Regions from separate parts of the Mus musculus genome. Here regions 1, 2 and 3 are each linked to region 4. A link is a contact called in public Hi-C data. All regions are on one chromosome and are shown on one strand. The core of a region is the stretch at or near the end of the contact, and the rest is flanking DNA. Distances in the headings are between cores, read along the strand shown.

Region 1 (3,243 bases), core at 11-2,510, 130 kb after region 4:
TATTTTGTTATGTTTTGTTGTCATGTCTAATAAGCCTGTTCTTTTATAATGAGAGACAGAAAGGGAGTAGAGGTGAAGGGAGTAGAAGAAATTAGGAGGGGTAGAGGGAGGAGAAACGAATGAGCACATAGTATATGAGAAAAAAATATTTTCAATAAAAAGGGGAAGTGGATTTCCATAGCTTATATATTTCTTTCTTTTTATTAGATATTTTCTTTATATTCATTTCAAATGCTATCCTGAACGTTCCCTATACCTTCCCCCCTGCCCTGTTCCCCTACCCACCCACTCCTGCTTCTTGGCCCTGGCATTCCTCTGTACTGGGGCATATAAAGTTTGCAATAACAAGGGGCCTCTCTTCCCAGTGATGGCTGACTAGGCCATCTTCTGCTAACTATGCAGCTTTTTCATGACTGTTAATTTATTGACATTCTCTCCCTCTCTCTCTCTTCTCTCTCTCTCTCTCTCTCTTCTCTCTCTCTCTCTCTCTCTCTCTCTCTCTCCCTCTCTCGCTCTGTGTGTGTGTGTGTATGTGTGTTATATAAGAGTTGACTTACTAGTACCCTGTGGTAGCTTCCAAAGATGGGGAGGAGGGAGATTATACAATTTGCTCTTTGACACAATGAACGAGATCATTCAACAGCAAGAATATATCTGACCCAAATATTTCTCATCATCATGTAGTTCTTAATTTGATGAGGACATTTAACTGTCTACATTTTGCTTTTCAACTGCATACCTCTGTTCGAATTTCAGACTCCAGTCCAGGGAGACAGTTTGATTTGAAGAGAAGGAAGCTCTTCATAGCTATTTTATAATTCTAGCTTTAAAATAGGACACAGCTTCCTCAGCTGAGGCACTGACAGTTTCCCTGAGGTAATGTAGGAGGTAGTCTGGTGGTAGGGAGAGACTCAAAGATCTGTTGTCATTTTTATATTCTGTAGGTAAACACAGGACATTACCACCTTGTCCTGCAGCATGGGAGTAGGGTAAGAGTATATGAGGCAAGTTAGTTCAAAGCAGGTGTCCATTAAGGGGATAGATGAGCAAAGTGAAGGGATTTTTATTTTAAAAAATTAATAAATGATAAGCATCTGAAAATTTAGAAATAGGAGTAACTCTGCAGGGATAGATGTCTGAAGGTGGTGTTAAGGGAAGGAGAGAAACCTGTGTTTCAGACGTGGATGCATCCAAGTAGTCCAGAGGAGCTGACATTCTTACTTTCACTTTCAGTTGCCTAAATGGCATTGCTTAACTCAGTGTGAGATTCTGGATTCTTCCCTTTAGCTGCAATGCTGAGTGGTCATTCAATATTTGCCTCACTGCCTATGGTGCAGAACTGTTGACATCTGGATGGAATCTAAGGTAGCATTTTATATTTTTCTATGGCCTTGTTATGTTGTAAACAGAAAAGAGTCAGGAAGACAGGAGGACTTATGCAGGAACTGCTAGAATGGAACCTTCATTTTAGCAACCACACAGATCTTTCATTATAACATAAATTAAGAGCCCACAAAGCCCAGACTCAAAGTAAAGTGCATTAAAGGAAGTTGCAACTTAGAAAAATCAAAGTACCGTTTCAGCTTTTAAAACACAGTAAAAAGGGACTTTCTGAAGTTCATTTTACAAGTCTTCCTTTGTTAGATAGCTTTGCTCTCTGTAGATCTTGAGCAGCTCCCAAATATGCTTTCTTCCCTCTTCACTTTCTTGGTTCCCTGGTTACTCTGAATCCAGCTTCAGTCCCCACACAGGGACCTCTCACCCTCCCTCCCTTCCTTCCTCTCCCTCCCCTTCTCCATCTCTTCCTCCTTTATCCTTCACCCCTCCCTCTCTATCTTCCCTTCTCCATCTCTTCCTCCCTTATTCTTCCCTCCTTCCCTCCCTCCCTCCTTCCCTCTCCCTTCCATTCTCCATCTCGTCCTCCTTTATCCTTCACCCCTCCCTCCCTCCCTCCTTCCCTCCTTCCCCCTCTCCCTCCTTCCCTCTCTCTTCCCTTCTCCATCTCTCCTTCCTTTATCCTTTATCACCTCCCTCCCTCCTTCCCTTCCTCCTCCCTCTTTCTTTCCTTCTCCAACTCTTCTCTCTTCTTCCTTTATCTCTCACACTCTCTCCCTCCCTTTCTCCATCCCTACAACTTTCATCTTGCCCCTAACACCAACAGTTCCCTACATCACATTTTTCTTCTACATGACTTGACCAGTGCTTCTGACTCCTCATATAAAAGTTTCTATCATCCCCCTTTCTCACGATATTTAGAAGGTATCTATTTAAATTCTCCCAGACTGTTTGGTAGAAAACTAACAAGGGAAGTATGGCTACAGGAATTCTTGAATTTTACTTTAGAAATTGTCTATACAATTTTTGGCATAATTTTTTTCTTTGTGCTTTAGAGTTTTTTCATTTTTAACTGATAAAATAAAGCATGTGCATATTATATTTTAAAAACAATAAATTAGGAAGATTATTTATGTAAAATGTCTAGGATCTAATTCAGCCATATTATTCCTTTTTTTTTTTTTAAACAAATCACTCCATAACTCTAGTGGAACATTAATGTCTGTAGAGAGGAGCACAAGAGAAAAATCTCATCAAACATTCACTGTGTTTAATGTAGTTCATTCAATATTCCTTGCTATTTGCATCAGCAGCTATAAAAATGATGTCTAACTAATAAAAAGGCTTAAGGGGAAAGAGCAACATTTTGTGCAAATAAGTTTATTATAAACTGGAAATGAGAACGTGAAGGCATTTTGGACTGACTTCACCTCTTTACTTTGGAAAAGAAGGAAGCTAAGCAGACTGGAACCTTTGTAGAATTAAATTATTCTATTTCTGAAGGCTATTAGGGAATTCTATGCTGACTTTGTACTTGACTCAATAGCCATATTAATGAGAATTCCTCCATAGAATATAAAGAATGTTCTTCTATGAAGAGGTAGATATATTAAATCAAGTTTGTAGGGTATTATTGACTAAAGTTCCATAAGAGTTTCTTACATTTTTGGCAAGAAAAATACCCGTGCAAAAATGTTTAAAATAAATTATTCACACTAATGGAAGATAGCATGCATTTTTTATATTTTTATATAAAATTAATAAAAATCATTAGAATGGGACTGCATTTTCAGATTGGTTTCTCGTGAGAGCTTTGCAGAAAGGCAGCACAGGCTGCTAGTTAACTGAATTGTTGTGGAAGTCAGACAGGGTGGTATGGAAATCAACTCTCCCTGTACTGGAATAAGT
Region 2 (3,106 bases), core at 28-2,527, 130 kb before region 4:
GAAGGAAAGGAGGGAGGGAGGGAGGGAGGGAGGGAGGGAGGGAAGAGGGAAGGAGGGAGGGAGGAAGGGAGGGAGGAAGGAAGGACACTAGCAACCTGAATATAAAAGATTTGAATTTGCTATAAGGTTGAGTTTCCGTACATTGTCTTCTCAAAGGAAAATGCTTATTTTCTTAAGCATTCCTTTAATTTTGATGATTGGTTATGATAACATTAAATTGAAAAACACTAATAGAGTGAAATCAAAGTGAAGAATAAAATACCCCCCCCCAATTATCTAAATTTTTTGCTATGTTTAAGTTGGGAATGAAAGCACTGTTGTTCTGAAGCTTACAGAGAATAATAGGATAAACGAGTCACATACAGTGCCGTCAAAGTAGAACAGAGTCTCTCATTAGACCATTTATCCTTTCTGACTCCTGTCCTGTACTCATTTCTATTCAGTTTTGCATTGCAGTCCCCTGACACAGGCTTTTCTCCTTGATCCCACTGAGCTGACGCTGCGCCACACATGCCATATCCCATGACTCCCCCCAATATCAATTTGATAAAGAAAGTGGATGGATGCTTGGATAATTGGTTACTTTGTGTTTTCCCTCTTGATTGTATTTTCAGTACCAAAGGGAGATAAGCCCTAACACCAGCCGCCGTTATCAATATGAAGGAGACACGCATAAGGGATGTGTGGATAAAATGAAATCGGAGATGTTGATGGGAGACAGGCTGTTGTAGCAAAGTACCAGATAATTAAATTTAAGAAAGAATCTAAATTTGGGGCTTCTCATAATACAGGGAGCTATGACAGACACAGATAAAAAAATTGTACTTGAAAATACATGCAGATAGCAAGTCACATTGCCTGCTCTGGAACAGAACAAAGTGACTGTAGGGGAGGGAGGGTAAGTGGGACAATGGTTGGCTTGTGTTACAGCTTTAAAAATCAGGGGCAGGGGAGGGTGCAGTGACAGACTGTTGAGACCCAAGCCTTCTGACAGTGTTAATTTACCCATTTCCTCCTCAGAGCTTCTGATGTTTTGGAGAATAGGACTTCTGTCTTTTGACTTATTTCTGGCTCAGTCCCTGGTACGTTGGCCATTACACTCAATTAATGACTATTTTAGTCCACTCAGCGATAGGTCCCCAACCCATTGCTATCAGATCAGGAACCTGAGTTAGCCTAATGTCCAGGAATCCTGTTGCTACTGCTGCTTAAGCCTGGAAGTCTACTTTTCCGGAGTGAATTGTCCTGTGGACTTTCTAAACTCCTCTATTCCCCCTGCTGTTTCCTATTTGGGATTCCTCTGCCCTAGCTCAGGTAGATATATTCTTGGTTCCTTGGTGATTTCTTCTTCCTTTCTTTCTTTTCTTCCTTCCTTCCTTCCCTTCCCTTTCCTTCATTCCTTCCTTCCTTCCTTCCTTCCTTCCTTCCTTCCTTCCTTCCTTCCTTCCTTCCTTCCTTCCTTCCTTCCTACCCTTCCCTTCCCTTCCCCTTCCTTCCTTCCTTCCTTCCTTCCTTCCTTCCTTCCTTCCTTCCTTCCTTCCTTCCTTCCTCCCTCCCTCCCTCCCTCCCTCCTTTCTTTCTTTCTTCCTTTCTTTCTTTCTAGTAATCATTCCACTTGTTTACTTCTCAGATGATTTCCCCCTTCCTGGTTACCCCTCCACAAGCCCCCCCATTCCCCCATCCCACATCTGCCCTTTCCCTCCTCCGCTTTGCCTCTATGAAGGTGCTCCCCCCACCCGCCCTCTCCTGCCCCACTAATTCAGCATCCCCCTACATTGGGGCATCAAGCCTCCACAAGATCAAGAGCCTCCCCTCCCATTGATGTCAGACAAGGCATCTCTGCTACATGTGTATCTGGAGCCACGGGTCCCTCCCTGTACACACTTTGATTTCATTATCACTCTGGTGTAGTTCCAGATCAGTTATATCTATAGCTAAACTGCTTTTCTTTTCCCCTCCTCAAGAATGTTTTCTCTCTGTGCTTTATTTTCCCTGGCTACTTTATGCTTGAATTTCACCTCTTCTCACCTCACATCCTATCCATAGCCTATCCAGGGCTGCTTAACACCCAAAGGTCCTGACCACACTTGGGCCATTATAATATCCAGTTCAGTGCCTATCAACTAGCAACTGTACTAGATGATCAGATAGCTATCTAATCAAAAGCCTTTGGGTCAAAGTTTAGGTTGTGTAATTTGTAGGGTTTAGGGAATTTTTATTTTGAAAATTTTAGAGTTTTTATGGTTCTACCACAGAGATGATGAATCTCTTATGAGCGTCAGGTTTTTTGTTTTTGTTTAGGATGGCAACCTTTCTTGATTTCAAAAGCCATCTATAGGGCATGGATCCTGTTGTAGACTAAGTGCCTATTCATCCTGAGTTGTTTGGATGGGAGACCTCGGTTCCAAGAAACAGGCCATGCATGTCTTACTTTCTTCCTCTCCCCTTTTATGAGGAATAGATCATGGAAGGGTATTGATGGAGCTCTGGAGAGGAAGACATTAAAAGATCCATTGATAGTTTTCTGAAAGATTATATTTTTTCAGGCAAACATTTTTGGACATGGTCCAAAAATGGAGTTGTTTGAGGAGAATTCTCACCGCTGGTGAGAACTCTCCGAGGAAACAAGACATGAGTCCTGTGCCCTCAGTTTCTTCTAAACAAAGAATTGTTCCTGGAATGTGTTTTTGTGCTTCTCCCAGGTGCGGATAGGAGTGCTTTTACTTCAGATTATTCATTATTGCTTGCTACTATTATTCAACTAAATGTTTAAACTCTCCTTTTATGCCTCTATGAAAAAACAAACAAAACAAAACAAAAAAGTGATTTTGCCATGAGTAACTTGTCCTTGTGATTGAATACAGCTTGAACTTATGAGAGTTTTATTCATGTGACCTTTCTTTGTCCTAAGAGTATAAATTGTCTGAGGTTCTGAATAAAGCTGGCTATTGTACCAGACTTTAGATTCTGTTCCATTCTCCCAGGTCCCACTGCATCTGGAGGGGTGACCAAAGATAACTTGTAAAAATTTTTACAATATGGTTGCTTCTGAAGAAAACTAAAAATGGGTCTACCAGATGAATAAGAAATCCTACTACTTAGTCTT
Region 3 (3,205 bases), core at 610-3,109, 81 kb before region 4:
TTTTTTTCTTCTTCTTCTTCTTCTTCTTCTTCTTCTTCTTCTTCTTCTTCTTCTTCTTTCTTCTCTTCTTCTTCTCTTCTTCTTCTTCTTCTTCTTCTTCTTCTTCTTCTTCTTCTTCTTCTTCTTCTTCTTCTTCTTCTTCTTCTTCTTCGTCTTCTTCTTCTTCTCAATCTTTATTTAATGTATGAGTGCTTTGCTTCATATACATCTGCCTTCCTGAAAAGGGCATCAGATCCCATTACAGATGGTTGTGAGCTACCATGTGGTTGCTGGGAATTGAACTCATGACCTCTGGATGAGCAGCCAGTGCTCTTTACCACTGAGCCATCTCTCCAGCCCCTGTGTTCTTTCTTTACTTCCTGAATTTTCTATTAAAAAGTAGAAATCTTTCCACCTGCAAAGTAATATTTGTGTCTGCCAACTTCATTCTTTGCTTTCAATTTCCAAGCTGTATTAAGCTTCATGCTTACTGGATGCCAGACTTCCTTCAAAGTTTGCTTCTGGTGTATCCCGGCTGATATTGTGTTAAGGCAAAATGATGACAACTCTGTTCACACGGGCTACTGTTTTAGCATTTGATGACGATGATACTATCCTGCAACATAGGTCAGGCTCTCTGTATACATATCCCCAGGCTCTAGAAATAATACATTGTTGTGGAAATAGAGAGAGAAACCAATTGCATCTAACCATCCCTTCAGGCTATAAGCAAGGAGAACCATGGGTAACAGAGCATCCTCACCATGCTGTGCTAAAGAGGAACAGTCATGAGAAGACAGAGTCAGGAAGGTATACACACAGCCTCCCCAGCAGCTGTCTGTATCCATTTATACATGAACTCCACTACCAATATTTTATATATGTGTGTGTGTGTGTGTGTGTGTGTGTGTGTGTGTGTGTTTGTGTGTATCTGAAAAGGCTGATGATACAGTGGTGAAGAAAACAGAATACTTTGTTTCCAGGTGTGAAATAAACTAATCATTTATTTAATTATAATCATTAGATGCTGAACATAGAAGTGAAATTTCCATTCTTGTCTTTTAAAGGTCCTTTTTATTTCTTTCTGTAATCCCCATTATACTTGCCTCATAAACAGTTTAAGATGGGCATGGAAATGCCTCATTGATTAAGGTGTTTTAACAAATGACCCATCTCCCCAGCTCATCTTAGGCATAAAGCCCAGGGTTTAGAACCCCAGAATCCACATTAAAACTAGGTAGGCATGGTGACTTCTCAGTATCTCTGACCTCAGAAGGGGGAGGTGAAATTCTGAAAGTAAGATGATTCTTGACTTTAACCTTGGATGTCTGCATCCCAGGCACACGGGTCCATCTGTACACCAAGCTACTGCTATACACACATGAAAGATAGACACACACACACACACACACACACACACACACTAGACAAAGGCAAACAAAATCAATTTAAGAAAACAAAGATTTAAAAAAAAGAAAACAAAAACAAAATCAAATAATCAAAACAACAGTAAACCAGCCCAGGATACAGAATATAATTTCAATGCTCTATGCAGGAAATACCACCAAACCCCCAAATCTCTTTTCATGTCAGAGAAAGAGAAGGACATCTGGAACATCCTTGTTCAGCAATGGCCATTGTAGGAGACCAGAAGCTACAGTGTACATTAAGCTATTGATTTATTCTTGCTCTGTGGGGAGAGAAAAAGTAGAATATATCTGGGCTGTAGAAATAGAGTGACTTTATTGTGTTGAAACATTACAAAAAGGCTGTCTAGGAATATTCTAGAGTGGCCAATAAGTTAACAGTGACAACTGTGATCTTCGGTATAGCCCACTGTACAGTGTTCATCTGAACAGAGGATGAGTCACGGCACCCTGACAACAAATGCTGAATTTGAAGCAAATTGGAGCTGTAATTTATAGTACAATAGAACCCATGACAGAGGCACATGTGGGCCAGGCTCTTTAAATATTCTATAAATAATAGCGGGGAGACGCCCGACTGGCAGCAAGCAGGGCTGGATGATGAATCATCAGGTAGTTTGAGAAAAACCCTGCCTGATTAAATGCTTTGTTTTCAAACCACCTGCATCGGTGTCTGCAGGAACAGGACAGATCAAATTGTTCTCAGTTTTATTTTGTTTTGTTTGTCAAAAAAGCAGACAGACTCATGAATGATAAGTTTTATTACATTACAAAGCTGATGTCTAACTGAAGTCCCATGGGCTCAGTAAGTCTCATTGTTTGCATTTTAGGTAGGATTTTGAGCATGGGTAAGAGGCAGCTAATTCAACGATGGGACTCATGGCTTAGGGTTATATACTGGTGATTTTATTTTGGTCTTCATAGCATGGATAATTCATTTTCCTACCCTTCACTTCGGGAGTCTTTCCTGTTTATCCCACCAACCAGTTACCAGATGCTCTTTCGACTAAACTAATTAGTGGAGTCTCCTTCCAAAGCCAGTGCTTGCTGAGTGTGGTCATTAGAGCAGGCAGAAGGGAGGACACCAGAGACATCTGAGATGACACATGCTCCAGCAAGCCATCCTTTAGCCAAGTCACGGGTGCAGCGTGTCAGCTGCAGCCACACAACAGCAAAACAGTCACTCAAGGGGAACACAAATATCAGGTCATTCATCTTTCTTTTATTTACTACAGTGCTCAATGGTGGGCCAAAGATCAAAGTCTCTGCCCTGACACATAGTGGTTATTAACTGTCCTAATTCTATGTTAAGCAGGCATTATTTATACAGCTACAGAGGAACATCACATAGGACATGATGCACTTAGTACTAGCAGATCCCCTCTGGAACTTTTACATTATGATATCTCAAGTCATTGTTCTGGAAATGTAAATAAAACCACTTATAATTTGACTTGGGTGTAGGTGAGTGTGCCCATCCATGCACAGGAATGAGGTCACAGGCTACAGGCTGTTCTGCTATATCCCCCTCTGCCTTATTTGAGACAGGGTCTCTTAATGTACCTGGAATGAGATTGGCATCCCACAAGGCTCAACTACCCTTTTTTCCACATCACAGGAATTATAGACAAGCCTGTGGCCAATTCACTGGGGTTCCAATCTCAGGTCCTTATCCTTGTGTAGCCAATGCTCAGACCCTCTAAGCCAACAATCAGCCACTCCTTGACTTTTATGTTAGAATGCCACATAATAATATCATTTCCTCTCACATCTGGATTTGTATCAGGTATTTGCCTCAT
Region 4 (3,048 bases), core at 224-2,723:
AAAAGAGTGTGTTGAGACTTGAATTTAGTATCTAGACAGTGACATGTGGAGGCAGCCTTTAAAAAGATAAAAAAAAATGAAATCTCATGCACAAAAGCAGTTTTAACACAAAAGTTAAACTTCCTGTGTTTCACCAAAGGGTTAAGGTTAGGGAAGTGGACATCAACACGTCCACAGTCCACAGAGGCTAACCAGATTAGCAAGATCAAAGTAAAAGTCAAGTCTCCTGATAATTCTGGTGTCACTTGGAAAGGTTTTGAAACTTCCCATGTTATTACCCTCCCACTATAAAGGCTACCTGGGTAAATCTCGGGAGGGTGATGATCTAGTTTTAATTTTTACAAACTCAACAAGCCCTCAAAGTTCAGACAGTGACCCTGAGGTGCTATCCCAAACTGTCAGCCCCACAGGACAGATGCAAACAAGAAGATTCTGATAGCAGGCACAGGAGAGCAGCAGCAATTAAGCAGTTGAAAGTGGGTTGGAGTGTTGGGTTATTTTTGTTCCATTTGTAGCCTCTTGCAAGGAGGAGATGGATTCAAATTTGACACTTCCTTTCTGAGAGCAGAAGCTGGTCTCCTTGTCTACTCTCATTCAGTTTAATTCCCTGTGTGGTTTCATCCCTTCCTGGACTCATATTTTCACACGGGGTTGCAATCTATCCTCCCTCCAACAGAAAGAAATCTTTTTTCTCTTCTTCACTGCCCTTCTTCCCTGTAAGAAAGACAATCCTCCACCCCCCGTTGGGGGTGGGGGGCTGTACTGGCTTAGAATAGGAGGAGGGGGAGGAGAGAGGGGGCTGGGGGGTGGAGGACAGAGGAGAGAATGGAAGAAGCAAGAAGATGGGGGATGCCCAACATCAACTCCTGGTTCTGAATCACCAGCCCTGTGCAAAGTGCTTTCCCCGGAGATGCACTTGTGGTCTTGCATTTCTCACAATAGGCTTACGGGGGGATCCCTCCCTAGGTCTCCCATCGCCACAAATCAAGTGTACCTACGTCTCTTCGACAGATTGAAGCGCAGAGGTACCAAGGTACCACCGAGGTGGCCGCGCTGCCAGTGGGGCTGCCTTACCTGGAGCGAGGACCGACCGGGAGATGGTGCGAGTCTTGGTCCCCGCTGCTCTCACCGCGGACCGGTGCGAGGCACACGAGTACTCTCTCGCTGCCTCCGCTCTCAGAGGGGCAGCCTGCAACACAAAAGGGGTGTGTGGGTGTGGGTGTGGGTGAGGTTTTCTAGGGCCACCAGCTGGTCCCAGCTGGCCGCCCCCGCCCTGCACACACCCCTTCGGGGACCTGAGCCCCCTGTTGGGTGAGCAGGACCCTGGGGGCTTGCCCCGGTTACAGCCTCAAGTTGCCCACTGCTAACTGCGGATGCTGTCGCTGCAGGAGGAGGAGGAGGAAAGACACTGGGGGCTGAACTCGGTCAGAGCATCCCCACACTGCAGCTTCTCCAGGAATCCCTCCAGTGAGGAGGCGGCCGCCCATCATCTCCCGGCCCCGGCTCTTGATTGGTTCCAACCAAGGTACGCTGCTCAGAAGAGCCAATCAGAGAGCACTGATAATAGGTGGCTCCTCTCAGGCAACGGAGCCCAGCCCAGTACTGTTAGAGTCTCTCCATCCCCACAGCGGACAGGGACCTGAGGAGAGGGGTTTAGGAGAGTGGCGGGGGTGGGGTGAACTAAGAGGAGACCAGATCCCAAAGAGAAAACACTAAAAGATAATTTTCTAGACCCGGTGGGTAGACTCGGGAATGCCCTCAACCTGTTCAGTAAGCCATAAGCACTGGATAAGAAGCAAGCCTAATACAAAGCTTTTTTTTAACTTTCAATCAAAACCTGCCTTGATACTGAGCATGCCCAGATCTACACAGCATCCTAGGAGTTTCGATATGTGTGAGTTCTAGGTTGAAAAGGTGGGAGCTGGGACGCGAGAGAGGCAGAAGTTTGTCTTTGGCCATTTGACACCGCGGAGTTGTGGGGAAGCAGGACTACTGAGATAGAGGTGGTCCTTCTTGCTTTGGGAGACCAGTCACATCATTCCGTCTGAACTCGAGTGGGAAGCCAGGCTCCGATAATGTCAGGGCAGCTAGATGTCTAGAGACCGCCCAGGAAGGGTGTGGTGGACCAGAGCTGTATGCAAGGTCCATCCATAGGTGGGGCGGAGGAGCGAGGCTCCACCCAGCTGCAGCTGCTAGGCAATGGAGCGAGCGCCCAGGGAGTTTCCATGCAGCGACCAATAAGTTTGGAGACTTGGGTCAAGTGCGACCTTGCTAGGCACGCTTTTTCCACCTTCTTGGGCTTGTGCTCGCCCCCCCCCCCCCTGTCTCCGTCTCTCTTCACCCCTTGCCCGCCCGCACGGTGGGGGACTAAAGGGCTTTCTCCCTCCTCTTCCTAGCTGAACCCTTCTGCTCGGAAGTAAGAAGCTTTTCCCTCGTGAGAGCAGCCGTGACCTGATTGTCTCTAAGCTCCTGGGCAATTTATAGCTTGGTAATACCGAGAGATGCCAAACAGGGAGGCTGAGAGGCTTGGACGGGAGGGCAGGCTGGCTGGCCCTGGGGTGGAGTCTAGCTCCCAAGGGCAGGAGCCTTTTACTCCACAGGTGAAATGCTTTCTTGTCACTAACAGAGATTTTTTTTTTTCTTTCCCACTCGCTTGACCTTGCTCAGTGCCCTCAGAACCTCTTGTTTTGCTTGGAAATCTTAGCAGTTTTTGTAAAGTTGATCAATAGCCACAAATGAGCACTCCCCTAATTGGGCTCTTTATTTTCCTGACAGGATGATCCTGGCATCTCAGGTAAGGAAATAAATAGCGATCGCAATTCCCCAAACTCATCCACTTTGAACTGGAGTTTCATTAACACTGGTGTGCAAAGGTAACTGTAGAGAGAATTCAATTAACAGTAACACATTTCTTCAGGTTTGTAATTAAATCTCTTCTATTTATATAATGTTTAAGATTAAGATTCAGAATATATGCCCAAAGGTGGCCACTTTCACATAAATGTATCCTTCTGGGACATGAACCCTTTTGTTTTGGGCTTTGTTTGC

The links. A called contact is a pair of places that touch in the nucleus more often than the background predicts.
Region 1: a contact with region 4 is called in a Hi-C map of the N1E-115 cell line, with 10 times the contacts expected there. The contact joins the enhancer-like site here to the promoter of Syt1 in region 4. A contact is called at or near these places in 5 of 39 promoter capture datasets (the 3T3-L1 cell line, 3T3-L1-derived adipocytes, the C10 cell line and 1 more), 1 of 15 datasets of contacts at CTCF or cohesin (pro-B cells), 11 of 484 Hi-C or Micro-C datasets (the MNK3 cell line, the N1E-115 cell line, brain and 6 more) and 1 of 115 datasets of contacts at active chromatin or transcription factors (neural progenitor cells).
Region 2: a Hi-C map of the N1E-115 cell line shows a contact between it and region 4, with 4 times the contacts expected there. The contact joins the enhancer-like site here to the promoter of Syt1 in region 4. A contact is called at or near these places in 4 of 39 promoter capture datasets (the 3T3-L1 cell line, 3T3-L1-derived adipocytes and hippocampal neurons), 4 of 484 Hi-C or Micro-C datasets (the N1E-115 cell line, nephron progenitors, olfactory sensory neurons and 1 more) and 2 of 9 other capture datasets (liver and pancreatic islet).
Region 3: a Hi-C map of the N1E-115 cell line shows a contact between it and region 4, with 3 times the contacts expected there. The contact joins the enhancer-like site here to the promoter of Syt1 in region 4. A contact is called at or near these places in 5 of 39 promoter capture datasets (the 3T3-L1 cell line, 3T3-L1-derived adipocytes, the SN4741 cell line and 1 more), 4 of 484 Hi-C or Micro-C datasets (the AtT-20 cell line, the N1E-115 cell line, nephron progenitors and 1 more) and 3 of 9 other capture datasets (adipose tissue, liver and pancreatic islet).

The regions. Positions count from the first base shown.
Region 1 is chr10:109,136,066-109,139,308 of GRCm38.p6, forward strand. No RefSeq gene overlaps it. Among named protein-coding and RNA genes, the nearest start is that of Syt1, 130 kb to the left of the region's middle. Within about 2 kb of position 1,261, at least 52 of the 459 cell types and tissues checked have an H3K27ac peak or open chromatin away from gene starts, as enhancers often do. A contact at or near this core is called in the MNK3 cell line, the N1E-115 cell line, cerebral cortex and 3 more, where this site is marked.
Region 2 is chr10:108,883,819-108,886,924 of GRCm38.p6, forward strand. The region is part of intron 2 of Syt1 (synaptotagmin I); the gene reads right to left. Among named protein-coding and RNA genes, the nearest start is that of Syt1, 130 kb to the right of the region's middle. Within about 2 kb of position 1,278, at least 5 of the 459 cell types and tissues checked have an H3K27ac peak or open chromatin away from gene starts, as enhancers often do. A contact at or near this core is called in the N1E-115 cell line, where this site is marked.
Region 3 is chr10:108,927,937-108,931,141 of GRCm38.p6, forward strand. The region is part of intron 1 of Syt1 (synaptotagmin I); the gene reads right to left. Among named protein-coding and RNA genes, the nearest start is that of Syt1, 81 kb to the right of the region's middle. Within about 2 kb of position 1,860, at least 21 of the 459 cell types and tissues checked have an H3K27ac peak or open chromatin away from gene starts, as enhancers often do. A contact at or near this core is called in the AtT-20 cell line, the N1E-115 cell line and rod photoreceptor, where this site is marked.
Region 4 is chr10:109,009,502-109,012,549 of GRCm38.p6, forward strand. Syt1 (synaptotagmin I) reads right to left here and starts at 1,474. Exons shown (of 11, transcript NM_009306.3): 1 at 1,075-1,474.